Linked DNA regions of Oryzias latipes: region 2 is linked to region 1. The links are chromatin contacts, called in public Hi-C maps. All regions are on one chromosome and are shown on one strand. Each heading gives the region's core, a stretch centred on a gene start, on an enhancer-like site or on the middle of the called end of the contact. The rest is flanking DNA. Distances are from core to core; before and after follow the strand shown. Region 1 holds the start of cfap100 (cilia- and flagella-associated protein 100). Region 2 holds the start of guf1 (translation factor GUF1, mitochondrial).

Evidence for each region. Hi-C and Micro-C count contacts between places; a contact is called where the count stands out from the background.
Region 2: a contact with region 1 is called in a Hi-C map of fibroblasts, with 2.6 times the contacts expected there. The contact joins the promoter of guf1 here to the promoter of cfap100 in region 1. A contact is called at or near these places in 2 of 5 Hi-C or Micro-C datasets (embryo and fibroblasts).

What each region holds. Positions count from the first base shown.
Region 1 is chr10:25,768,669-25,774,326 of ASM223467v1, reverse strand. cfap100 (cilia- and flagella-associated protein 100) reads left to right here and starts at 3,097. Exons shown (of 15, transcript XM_020706768.2): 1 at 3,097-3,180; 2 at 4,062-4,122; 3 at 4,192-4,283; 4 at 4,383-4,596; 5 at 4,667-4,731. The coding sequence starts at 4,080.
Region 2 is chr10:25,897,942-25,903,941 of ASM223467v1, reverse strand. guf1 (translation factor GUF1, mitochondrial) reads right to left here and starts at 2,878. Exons shown (of 16, transcript XM_020706773.2): 1 at 2,441-2,878; 2 at 933-1,311; 3 at 769-860; 4 at 613-690; 5 at 464-547; 6 at 319-383; 7 at 21-224. The coding sequence starts at 816.

The sequences.
Region 1 (5,658 bases), core at 1,848-4,347:
TAGGTGCCCCAAACTTGACTGCCACTGGGTTGGGCCTTGTGAAGTGTTGGAGGTGCTGGGTGAGGTAGTATATAGGGTCCGACTCCCACCTAGGGGAAGACGGGTGGTTCTCCACCTGGACCGGCTTGCCCCTTATAGAGGTGATGCTCAACCTCAGCAGTTTTCTGGACCCCCAAAACATCCTCCAAGAAATGTGACACCCCCATCCGACGTACATTCTTGCCCCCTTCTACAACCTTCTCTTTCTGCCCCTTCCCTGGACTCTACCCCTGCTCCTCAGCTGGAGGTTCCAGAAACACGAGCACAACCCCAAACTCTCACTCCAAGGAGGCCTCAGAGACAGAGAAAGCCTCCAGGCCACCTCGAGGACTTTTTCTGCGGCCCCTCGGGACGAGGGACTTTGTAAGGGGGAGACAGTGTAGCATCCCCGTGTTCTGTTCATTCGTTAATGTTTTATTAGATGCTAAATTGCTCTGTTGATTATGGAGAACAGTGGGCGTGGCGGGAGAGGGGAGGAAGAGCCGCGAGACTAGGAGGGAAGCTCGTTTTTAGTTGGGGAGGCTGACCCTGTTTTTGTACGGCGTGGTTACGGCCGACAGTAACCGAGTGTTCGGAATAAATGAGGAGTTTATGGTGAAACCAGCGTCTGCATTCATTGAAACGCCACAATATTGTCGCGGACTGAGTTGGGCTGGGTGGCTGTTGGGCCGCGTTATAAGTTCTGGAGTTCAATGAACGCATCAAGCAGAGATCTGATTGGCCCTCAGTTCTGTCGCTCATTCTGTTGTTAGGTAGTTTGGACCAATGGAGTTCAGCTATGGGCCGAATAAGGGAAATGGGAGGGCTGACGCGGCAGTGAGGGAATATAAAGTTGGGAGACGCGCTCTCGTCTCAGCGGGAGAGATTCAGGAGTTGCTGAATTAATTTTACGGCGTTTGTTGCGGTCAGCAGTAACCAGAATAAAGAACCTTAAAAGAGGTTAAGTCTCCGTGCCTCAGTGTGGGAAAGAGACACCACATTATTGTATGGCTCTTTCAAAATTACAATTAAAAATATGTGGCGTTTATGGCTCTCTTGGCCAAAAAGGTTCCCGACCCCTGGGTTAGTCTGAAGTTTTACAAATTAAAGGTCAAATAAAGATCTGCTATATTCATCCAACAATTTCCTCTTTTTGCAGATTTTAAAGTATTATTAACAAAAAGGCATTCAGATCACTCGTAGCTCTGCTATTAAAAAAAAACAACATATTAATCATGAGTTGGAGTGGAGATAAAAGTCTGTGGCTTTTATTCACAAAACAATAATTACTAACACAATAGAACTGTCAGAAGTCAGAACTCTCCCCCTCTGGTCACCGACAGGAACCATCTCCAGAGTTCTAGCCACACTTCCTGGATGCCGAACATCTGACTGTCATTCACTCAGTCAACCACAGCTTAAGCACTGTAATGAGCTGAGCTCAATGCGAAGTCTTGTTTCTGCTGTTCTGCCTTCATTACTGAGCATGATAGCTGGACCTGTCCTTCTGTCTCATGATCCTGACTCCGTTTGCCTGCCGCCTGCCCTGACCCTCGCCTGGATTTTGACCTTTTCGTCTCTCCTCTGATGCATCCATGCCTGTTAGTGACTCAGACCTGCCTGACCCTAGTTTAGCTTTGTGGACTTTTAGCTGAGTTAAATAAACCTGCTGCATTTGGATCATGCTGTCTGCCTGTTCTTGTGACAAGAACAACTTCTTATTGGCAATGCACACCTGATTTGAGAAATCAGAGGTAAGACCAAGATTTGAGAAAACCAGCAGAACAATGGTCCATGAGTGTAGAAGAACCCTGGGAAATGACACTACTAGAACCAAACCTGTGAAATATCACTTCAGCAGACAATTTATCATGTATATTTAATATGACAGATAAATGAATGGATGGAAAAAGCTAAGTATCGTTCTTGAAGAATGCTGAAAAAGGCCTCTCAGTTTGGTTTGATACAATTATTTTGAAGCAATGTGCTGAGTGCATCTGAGGTTAATAAAGTATGATTCTGTCTCTGTTTGGTGTGACAGGAGCATCACTCTATGGGTATGTGGAAGAGGAAGAAGAGTCGACAAAACTTGACAGTTCTGGTTTATAAAATGCCGCCTGAGTTGCTGCTGTCAAATCTGGACCCCAAAACCGTCTGCCTGTACAACAACCTGAAAGCATGGCAGCTCCAACTCTGCTCTCATTCCTGATTCCTGACAGCAGGTCAGCACAGTTTTTCCCACCTCAGCCACTGGCAGACCCGTGGGATGAAGAAGACTCAAACTACAGCAGGTTGCTGAAATTATGTAGGACGTTTGTTGACTTTGAAAATCCCATAAGGCTGTAAATTTCAATATCAAATATTCACCAAAATGGACATGGGGGGAAAAAACAGGATGTAGTGGTACAAGCATGATCATTAGCATGATTATTCGTTGTTTCCAAGACGAAAGCAAAAATCAGGGGGGAAAAAAGCCTTTAAAATGTTTTTGACAGTTTGTTTACTATTAAAAAAAAAACACACCAGTTTTCACATCTTACTCAGTTTGTGATGCATTTTCTTTCAAAAGCTGAATTTTAAAAAAAGACATCAAGATTCCTCTTTTTTTAACACTGCATGCCCTTTTACTGCTGTTTGAGCCAACACTCCCCCACGTGTTAGCATTACTTCAACCTGACAATCTGACAGTGGGATTTCCTGCAAGCAAGTGTAGTGTGTGGGCTGCTCTCTGGAGCTAAGATGTGCAGGGTCAGGCGCAAATGCGTTGGTGTCTAAATGTACAGTATTGGGTTCTAAGAATATTCAGTGGTGCAGAAAGGAAAAAAAGGCAAGATGTCCTGGCGATCAGATAACTTGATCACATGACATAGATCCTGAATAAAACGATGCTTTGTGTGACATCTATTTTAATCTTCTGTAAATGCTTTTTGCTAACACACTGAGTTTGCAAAGGGGGGATTGCATGAAAATCCATTTTCTGATCTTTGTGTGCCATCTAGTGGTGGTTAAGCACAGTCCCTGTGCTTTTATGTGAAGGAAAAAATTCCCAGGATAATTGAAGGCAGCAGGTTACCAAGACAACGGTACACAAGCTGAGCCAAAAACACCCAGAATTGGACACTTGCTCTCCTTGCTTTTGTTGGATCTATAAGGAACTATACAGTAAGAGCTGTTTATTTTCAAAATCACATTGTAAACTTAAAATGAAGAGACCGGAAAAAAACAGTTTAGTTCAACATATAACCAAATTTTTTGTTTTTTTTTATTTATGATTGGGTAAAAGAATACAAAGTAATTTAGCAAGTATTTTTAATTAAACTAAAAGAATACATTAAAAAGAGACCACAGACTAAATTATATTTAATTATTTTGAATGACTTTTCTCCAAATGGACTTAAATATTTTTAACCAAATGTTTTTTATGTTTATTCCAAATTATTTGGGATATGTTGAACTATCAGAAAAATATGTTCCCATTGAAGCCATTAGCTTCTTTTATTTGTTAATTTCGACATGAGTTTACAGTACTTTTTCAATTCCAACCCTAGAAGCTCTTTGAATATCATCATAGAGTTTGTGTATTAGAATTTTGTATTTTCACATAAATCAGTTGTCCCCTGTTCTAATTAAATCATTACTGATAGAAAATGTACATTAAACATATTTTTGATCACTTAAATCCTAAAAGCTAACTAATAGGTGAAAGTCTTAATATTTTAGACAACGAAAAATAATTTGTGTTTTTCTTTTTTTATCTTCTTTCTTTTTTTAAATTAAATAATAAGTCACAATGTTTGGATTACAAGGTTGAAACAGGTTGACAGGATTCTGAATTTGGGTGTTAAGACTGCATTAGCATTATAGTTACAAATAAACAGACTTTTTGTGTTTTTGAAACTTGGTTGCAAATCAAAGGTTGACCTGGTGCTTCTTCAGAGAGCACCAGGTCATAGTGTTATAGATGTTGTAGACTGTTATAGATCGAAGGACCATAAACGCATAATTATTGAGTAATAATTTTGGTTTTTATTGTTTTTATGCAGCTAACTTCTGACAACTTTATGGAGTCAGAGATTCAGAGTGCTGCCAGATCTCAAAAAACAGGTGTGAAGTGAAAAATCTTGAACTATTTCATTAAAAAGTGACTTTTGCAGGTTTATTTTCTGTTTGCAGGGATGAGGAGAACACAACCAAGCCCATATGAAATACCAGATGACAGCAGCATTATCCAATTTAGTGCAAATGGCAGAAAAAAGCAGAAGGAGGTTCGCATTTGTTCAAAAACCGCAGTGAACACACTGTCCAGTGTGTGCTTGCACTGCGAGTGAAAGATAGATTTTACGGTTGATGCTTCTTTTGCTCAGGAGATGCGTAAATACCTGGCACTGCCAATTGGAGAGAAAACATCCCACACTGCAAGAATGAGGGCCAAGCTAAAGAATGAGCTGGTGGGAGATCCAAAGGAGGAGGAAGAGGAAAAGGAGAAGAAGAGGACTCTGAAGCAAAGCAAGAGTAACATGACAGTCCCTGAACAGACATCAGGAAAACGTGAGCTGAAAGTTTTCCCCATGAAAAGAGGTATGAAGGGAAAACAAGGAGAAGATCACTTCAATAAAGTTTCATTCTAAAGTGTGTTTTGTGTTAACAGAAAACATCACAAAGCACAGCAAATATGAATTCCTCTCCATGGAACGACAAAAAGCTGTTTTGGAGGTTATTCTTTTGCTTGTTTTTCCAAATTTCATACATGTATCTGAATATTTTTTTTTAAACTAATCCACACTCCTAGTCAGAAAAGCTGTTTTCTTTGTACTTGTGAACAAAAGAACCGAAACAAAGAAAACAGGAGGAAAAGGCAAAGGTCTTCTGCTAATTCAGGTCTCTTTTATCCCACCTGCTTCCAAAGTGTATCGATGTGTTTTATTTTGAAGAGAATTATCCAGAAAAAAGCCAAAATTGTGAGTCCCAGATGAAAAAAGGGCTGAGATTCACGGCTGCAATGCAGGTTTGATGCATTATTTTTGCTGAATCCTGCAAAAAGATTTGCAGTACTTGAAGTCCGGGAAGTTTTTTGACAACTTTGTCTGTCCCTTTTCTGTTTCTGTTGGCTCAGGAAGCTTTTAACTTTCATCTGTAACCATTCACCATTGTTGATTTGATATTCCTGCTGATATCTGGGGCTATTTTCTCAGTCCTATGTGGAGCTTTTCCCTGTCCGTTAGCAAACCATGCTGGACAGCACTTAATTGCCTCGCACAGCAATATTTGATCTTTTTTTATTTCTTTTTTTATTCTCTGCAACTGAGACAGGATCTGGTTTACTCCCCTCATACCAACAGCAGTTTTGTCAATTACCAGCCGTTCACAGCTTGTTCAAACGGACGCAGATACCGTTTAACTGGGAAGATTGCAACTCCGTGCTCTAAAGCAAGACAACCCAGTTCAGCCAGATCTGATTAAACTTTCTACTCATCAGGACAGCAGAGAGGAGAGACATGATGACAAGAGATGAGGAAGTCGGTTGACAGATGACAGAAAACAGTAGAAAAGGTGAAGGAGAAAAGAGAGCGGGCAGATATACTTATTACACAACCTCTTCAGCTCTAAATAGCCAAGAACCTTAGATTTTATTCATTTAAC
Region 2 (6,000 bases), core at 1,629-4,128, 130 kb before region 1:
AGGTGATGAACGCAGCTCACAGTTTCTGTGTTGGGAGCTCATCGGGCCTCAGAAGGCCGAGCTCGTTGACCTCGTAGGTTTTACGGAGATGCGCCGAAACTATCTTGTCTCCTTTTTTAACTCGACCTCCCAGCACAGCGATGTTGGCCACCACTCCTCTGTAGTGGTCGAAATTGGAGTCGAACACTAAGGCTTTAAAAGGTTCATGGACGCTTCCTGCTGGCCTGGAGGAGGAGGAGGAGGAGGAGGAGGGGGTAGGCGTCAGTTTAGAAATAGCAGGAGCAGAATAGATCACTGCAGACATGCAAGCATCCTTACGCTGGAATCCTCTCCACAACCGCTTGGAGAACTTTTTCAACATTTGTTCCCAACTTAGCGGAAATCTGACGAGAAACGACAAAATCCTTGTCATCAACCTGGGAAAATGATCAACGTAAAAGTGACCATTGTGAGTGAATCTCACCCGGATGCACTCCTCTGACGGAATATCGAACACCTTTTCAATCTGAGACTCCACACGACTGGGATCAGCATTTTTCAAATCAATCTGAAAAAATGTATTCATCACTTGTCTAATAAAGTGAAATATAAAAACAAGCAATTAAACCCCACCTTGTTAATTACGGGTATGATTGATAGCTGGGCTTCGAACGCCAAGTAGAAATTGGCCACAGTTTGAGCCTGGATGCCCTTCAAAGCAACACAAAAACATCAATAAAGTCACGTTACGCAGCATGTAACTCCAGAATAAGTGCAAAAGGAAAATACCTGTTTGGTACCTGATTGGCATCGACAATCAACAGGACCCCTTGACATGCAGATAGCGAGCGGGACACTTCATAACTGAAGTCAACATGACCCTGGAGAAAGGATGAGCGCGAATAAGAAGTCTGGCAAAAAACAAACAAACAAATGCTATGAATGTAGCTTACTGGCGTGTCGATGAGGTTCAGGAGATACTGCTCCCCCCCGTAGTCATAAAACAGAGAGGCCGTCTGAGCTTTCACGGTGATGCCTCTCTCCCGCTCAACCTGAAGCTTGTCCAGAACCTGCTTGTTCTTCCCGGTCTTTGCTATGGCGCCTGTTTTCCAACCAGTGAGCGTAACAGTCCCGACTTATTTAGCTCAAGACCCAACGATGACGCGGATAAATGAGACATGTATCTGTGCGCATGACCTTTGGCTGCAATGCTAACGCACCTGTCATTTCCAGCAGCCTGTCAGCTAGCGTGCTTTTCCCGTGATCGATGTGAGCAACGATGCAGAAATTCCTGATTCTGTCCGCCGGGAACTTGGAAAGGTCGACCGTGTCCTTTAAAGAAGAAGACCAACGAAATCCTTGAATTATCTCAACATCTGTTCTGGTATAGAATAAATAATTGACATAGACACCCATACATCTCCTGATCCTGCTGAATCCCTTTGTTATGGAGGGATATTTCTGCCACTACGTTACACACAAAACTTTCTAAGTAGCAAATGAAAATATCAAATAATTGCTTTTCAATTATTTTTTTATTTTGCTTTCAAATTTATTCATTTTTGCTTTTGAAAACCTTTTTTGCGTTAGCAAAACACACGTTTTCGCAAGCGTTGTGTCAAATCTCGCTTTATTCCTTTCTTTTTCTGACTGCTTTGAGCGCGACTTAGCGTGATAAAACTGCCACAGCCAAGAAGGTTTTCGCATGCGTTGTGGGTCATCTCACTATCTTTGATTTTGCTGACATTCGTTTCAGCTTAGCGTGACAAAGCGGCCATCAAGCAGCTGCTGATTGGTCCAGCCAATTGTCCGAGTACGGCAAGTTTTACAACCAAAACATTTTCAGCATTTGTTGATTCCACAAATGCTTTCTCCCTACAAATGTGCCACCATTTAAAGGGGAAATAACCAGGCAGCGTTGGGTAGAACCAGAATACCAATATGGTTTATAGAAAAGAAAAGATTCAATAGAATAAGTGGTATAACATTTAAATAGCTAAAATTTTGAATACATTACTCGGATTTATTTCAAGGATTACATTTGGATACATTTTTACAGAACAATTTAATCCCTAAATAGCTGAATTAACATCTAAATGACCATTACCCCTTATCAAAATGTAGTACACTTGAAGTTTCCTTTTGTTAGATATACCTGAGTAAAACATAGCAAGTGTTAGGGGTCTAACAATTTATCAACTAATTGAGGAATCTATTAATATTGCTACAGTCGAACCAGATTGATCTGAGTCAAGCTGTTAATCTAATCGAATGAAAACATTAAAATACAATATTTTCATAATTAAATAAATTTGCTTATATTGATATAATCGGAAAAAGACATTTGGATTGAAATGTTTGTAAATTTATCCTTCAATTGAAAAAAAAATCTTAGAAACAGAATACAGAAGAAACTAAAAGCTGACACCCCGCGTCTGTGAGCTTCCTGTCTCTCTGATACCTTGTCAGCTTGTGTGCTCGTCCTCCTCCTGAAGGTGATGCTGGGAAACCCGGACATAATTTGAATCCAGCGATGTCTGGACATCGTGTAGCTCGAGTTATACCTATGACTTTTTCTCATGCACATTTTCAACAGTGAAAGTATCGAGGAGGTCTGACACAAGCGTGCAACCATACAAACCGACATGTTTCCTTCCAGCTGTAGGGAGAAGTAAGCTACAGCTAGCTAGCTAGCCTAGCAAAGCAGCGAGTATGCTAACACGTCGCACATAGATCCAGACTGACGTTGACCTTAAGTATTACATTAGTAAATTCGCTTTACGTTGTACATAAATACATTAATAAATAAAAAATGGAAAAGTAAAAACCAGCGGATAAACAGAATGGTATGAACTCTACTGCATGCGTTCTTCACGGACATTTTAGGTGAAAGGTCACAGAAGATTTATGGGAAATGGAGTTGAGATCTAACCAAAGACGAAAGGTGACACAAGAGAAATCCCGCCGGAACTTCCTACTTCGTTGATTTTGATATTAAGGTCCCACCGTGAAATGTCATTATTTCATGATATGCATCTTTTTCATTTGTGGAAAAATGAAAAGGTGTTTACAACAATTGACGCTCAATCACATCACTGTGCACAATTCAAAAACATGCACAAAAAAGCGCCCTTTTCTTATTTTAAGCGACAGTCTTTAATAAAAGCATAACAAGTCCCGCCCTCTCAGGTTGTCGGATGGGGGATAAAAACGGATATCAGTTGCTATGACAACGAAGCTGCCTCTTGTACATGAATAGATTACAGCTTTTTTTCTTTGTGTAACCAGAGATAATAAACCTCTATTAGGCCCAGTTCTGTCTGTCATTCATCCACGTGTCTCTTATTTATTTATTTATTTAAATTTGTCCGTAGTTTAAATGTAGGTCAATGCTCCGGTCCAGTAACCCTGCTTGCTTTAAATCGTTTCTGCTTTTACTTAAAAGATAATAGGATTCATTTAGTGAATATGAAAGAGTGCTGCATCACTTCTGAAGACATTTCTTCATTCATACTTTTCCATCTGGTACACCAAAAAAAAAAAATCTTTTTGTGGTTCTGGGTGGCATCTGCTGTGCGCATATAAATCCTGTCAAATGGAAAATTGACAAACTGCCTGATCACTTATGACTTCTGCAAGAGTCGATTTTTAAAATTCTTCCTAAAAAATTGTGACCCTCAATCATAAATATGACAGGCTCTCCAACCAGAGATGCACTTCCTTTCTTTGGAGAGGGATTTCTGCCAGGCCCCGATCTCTGAGCAGACAATCAGGGTCAGCTGTGGACCGAGGAGGCAGAGTGGAAAATGAAACCTCAGCGAGCTTCGCATTACGGCTCAGAGCCACAGGGCTTTTTGTGGTTTTTACTAACACACTCATAATGATGGCAGCATGGGAGCTTTGGCTGACAGGATCTTCCTCCGCCGAAGAGCTGAGCTGCTCCATTCACGGTATCGTGCGCTTACTGGGATGTTACCAGTGAACTGTGGATGTGTTTGCACGCACCTCTTACTGTAAGCGCCACTCTTATGTACAGTGTATAGCTGCAAAGACACATCTCAAAGTGTATGATGTCACAACAGTAAAAGAACCAAATATTTGCATTATTTTGGCGTTTTTTCTAGGGTATAAAGAAGCCAAGAAATTACAAGTTTTCTGACAATAACATGCTAAACCAAATACCACAAAATAAAAAAACATTACAAATCCTTCCTGGTTCTGATTTAAAAAAATTAACACTGTTTACATTAAATAAAGTTTTTTTAATGTCTACAAAAGGCCAAATTCACAGTGTCGGTTTATTTCAATTTTACACAGTGAAATTTATCAAATTTCCAAAATTATGACAACAGTTTTGTATTAAGAACTGAAATTGTGTGTTTTATTAAAAAATCTGTGCATCAAAACAAGCATCCATCTTTTAAACAATCATTTTATCTGGAATGTTTAAGTTTCATTTTGGATATTGTAAAAATTGTGAGTTATATGTCATAGCATACAGGGGGGAGAAAAGGGAAAAAATCAATAAATACCTTGAAAATACATGCAACGTTTGATTCAGCAAACAAATCAGAGTAAATAAAGGTTAAATAAGAAGTCAAATCATATTGATTCATACAAAAATGATTATTATCTTTGACCATATGAGTGCAGACACAGGGCTGGACAGGATTTTTCTCTAACAATATACAGCATTGATTAAAGACTATTTGCACACAAAAAAATCATGGTAAAAAAATGTTCATAAATTTTTATAGGTCAACTAACCAACTTCAGACATCATGAATTTTGTAGAAGAAAAATAAATGGTTGCACGCTGGCTGGAGATAATGAGCGCCCGTTTCAACGCCAGACGTAGCTGTTGGGGGTAAGACACGTCTCACTGTCCTCCACAAATTGTCACACTTATTGCAGAAAAAGACAAGAAAAAAATATTCAACAATTAAGTAAAAAAATAGGGTGAATAAGAATCTACAACAGTAAATACAGCAGCAAATATAACATGGTTACAAAGATTTCTGATTTTAAAGAAAAAGGAATGAATAACACTTTTTGTGTTTGCTAACATGTCGGCTCATTTGTTCCCCTGTATTTGAACTACTGCTTGTTTTTTCTACAGAACTGATTCTTTTTTCTTCCTTATGTGTAGTGTTGTGTACTTATTTTTTCTGTTGGACAAATCTTTTTCTTTATTTCTTCCGTTTGCTTACCTTTAAACCAAATTAAATCGGAAATGACTCACTTATAGCAACAACAAAGTGCTGAATCCTCTTCTGACGAAGCAAAATTACTGTAAAGAATGAATAAATTACCATTTTTTGTCACTCATTTAATTCCTTATTTTTAAAGAAGTGCTGGTCAAATAAATGCTATCTTCTTCTAGCTTTCCTTCAAGAAAAGAGGAGGCTTTACAGTTTTTCTCAGTCGCTTTAGTACAATTCTCAGATCAGAATTGAAGTTTGCAAATACGTGTGTGCATTTCTCAAAACAATTTGTACAAACAGCAAAACACTATGGATTTCTTGCAAAAGCCTGTAACTTGCTCAAAATCTTTAGTTCATCTCTCAAAACGAAGTCTTTTTGTCATTGAACATGTCAGTGCCATCAGAATGTCAAGTCCTTGTGTCATTGTCTACGAACCAGACAGTCAAATGACTTAGTCATGTTGTCAATTTAACTGTGCACTTTAGAGGGAGGTTCTGATGTAAACTGTGGATAAAGTTTTGATGACAATTATTGTAAAAACCTTTTTTGTTTGATTGCAAGAGACTGGACAAGATTCACATTTACACTTCTATTTTTCATATTGTAATTTGTTGACAGACCATGTCATACCAACATAGAAAAAACCCACTGCAAACAGTAACAGAAAAGGGAAAAAAGATAGAACAAAACTCAACAGTACAGGCAGTGCAGTAGGAATTGGTGTGGTCCTCCTACACCTCTTGTCATTCCTGTATGTTAGGCCACAAATTCTCATCCACATCACAGCGAATATCCTCTCTTGCAATGCAGCGAAAT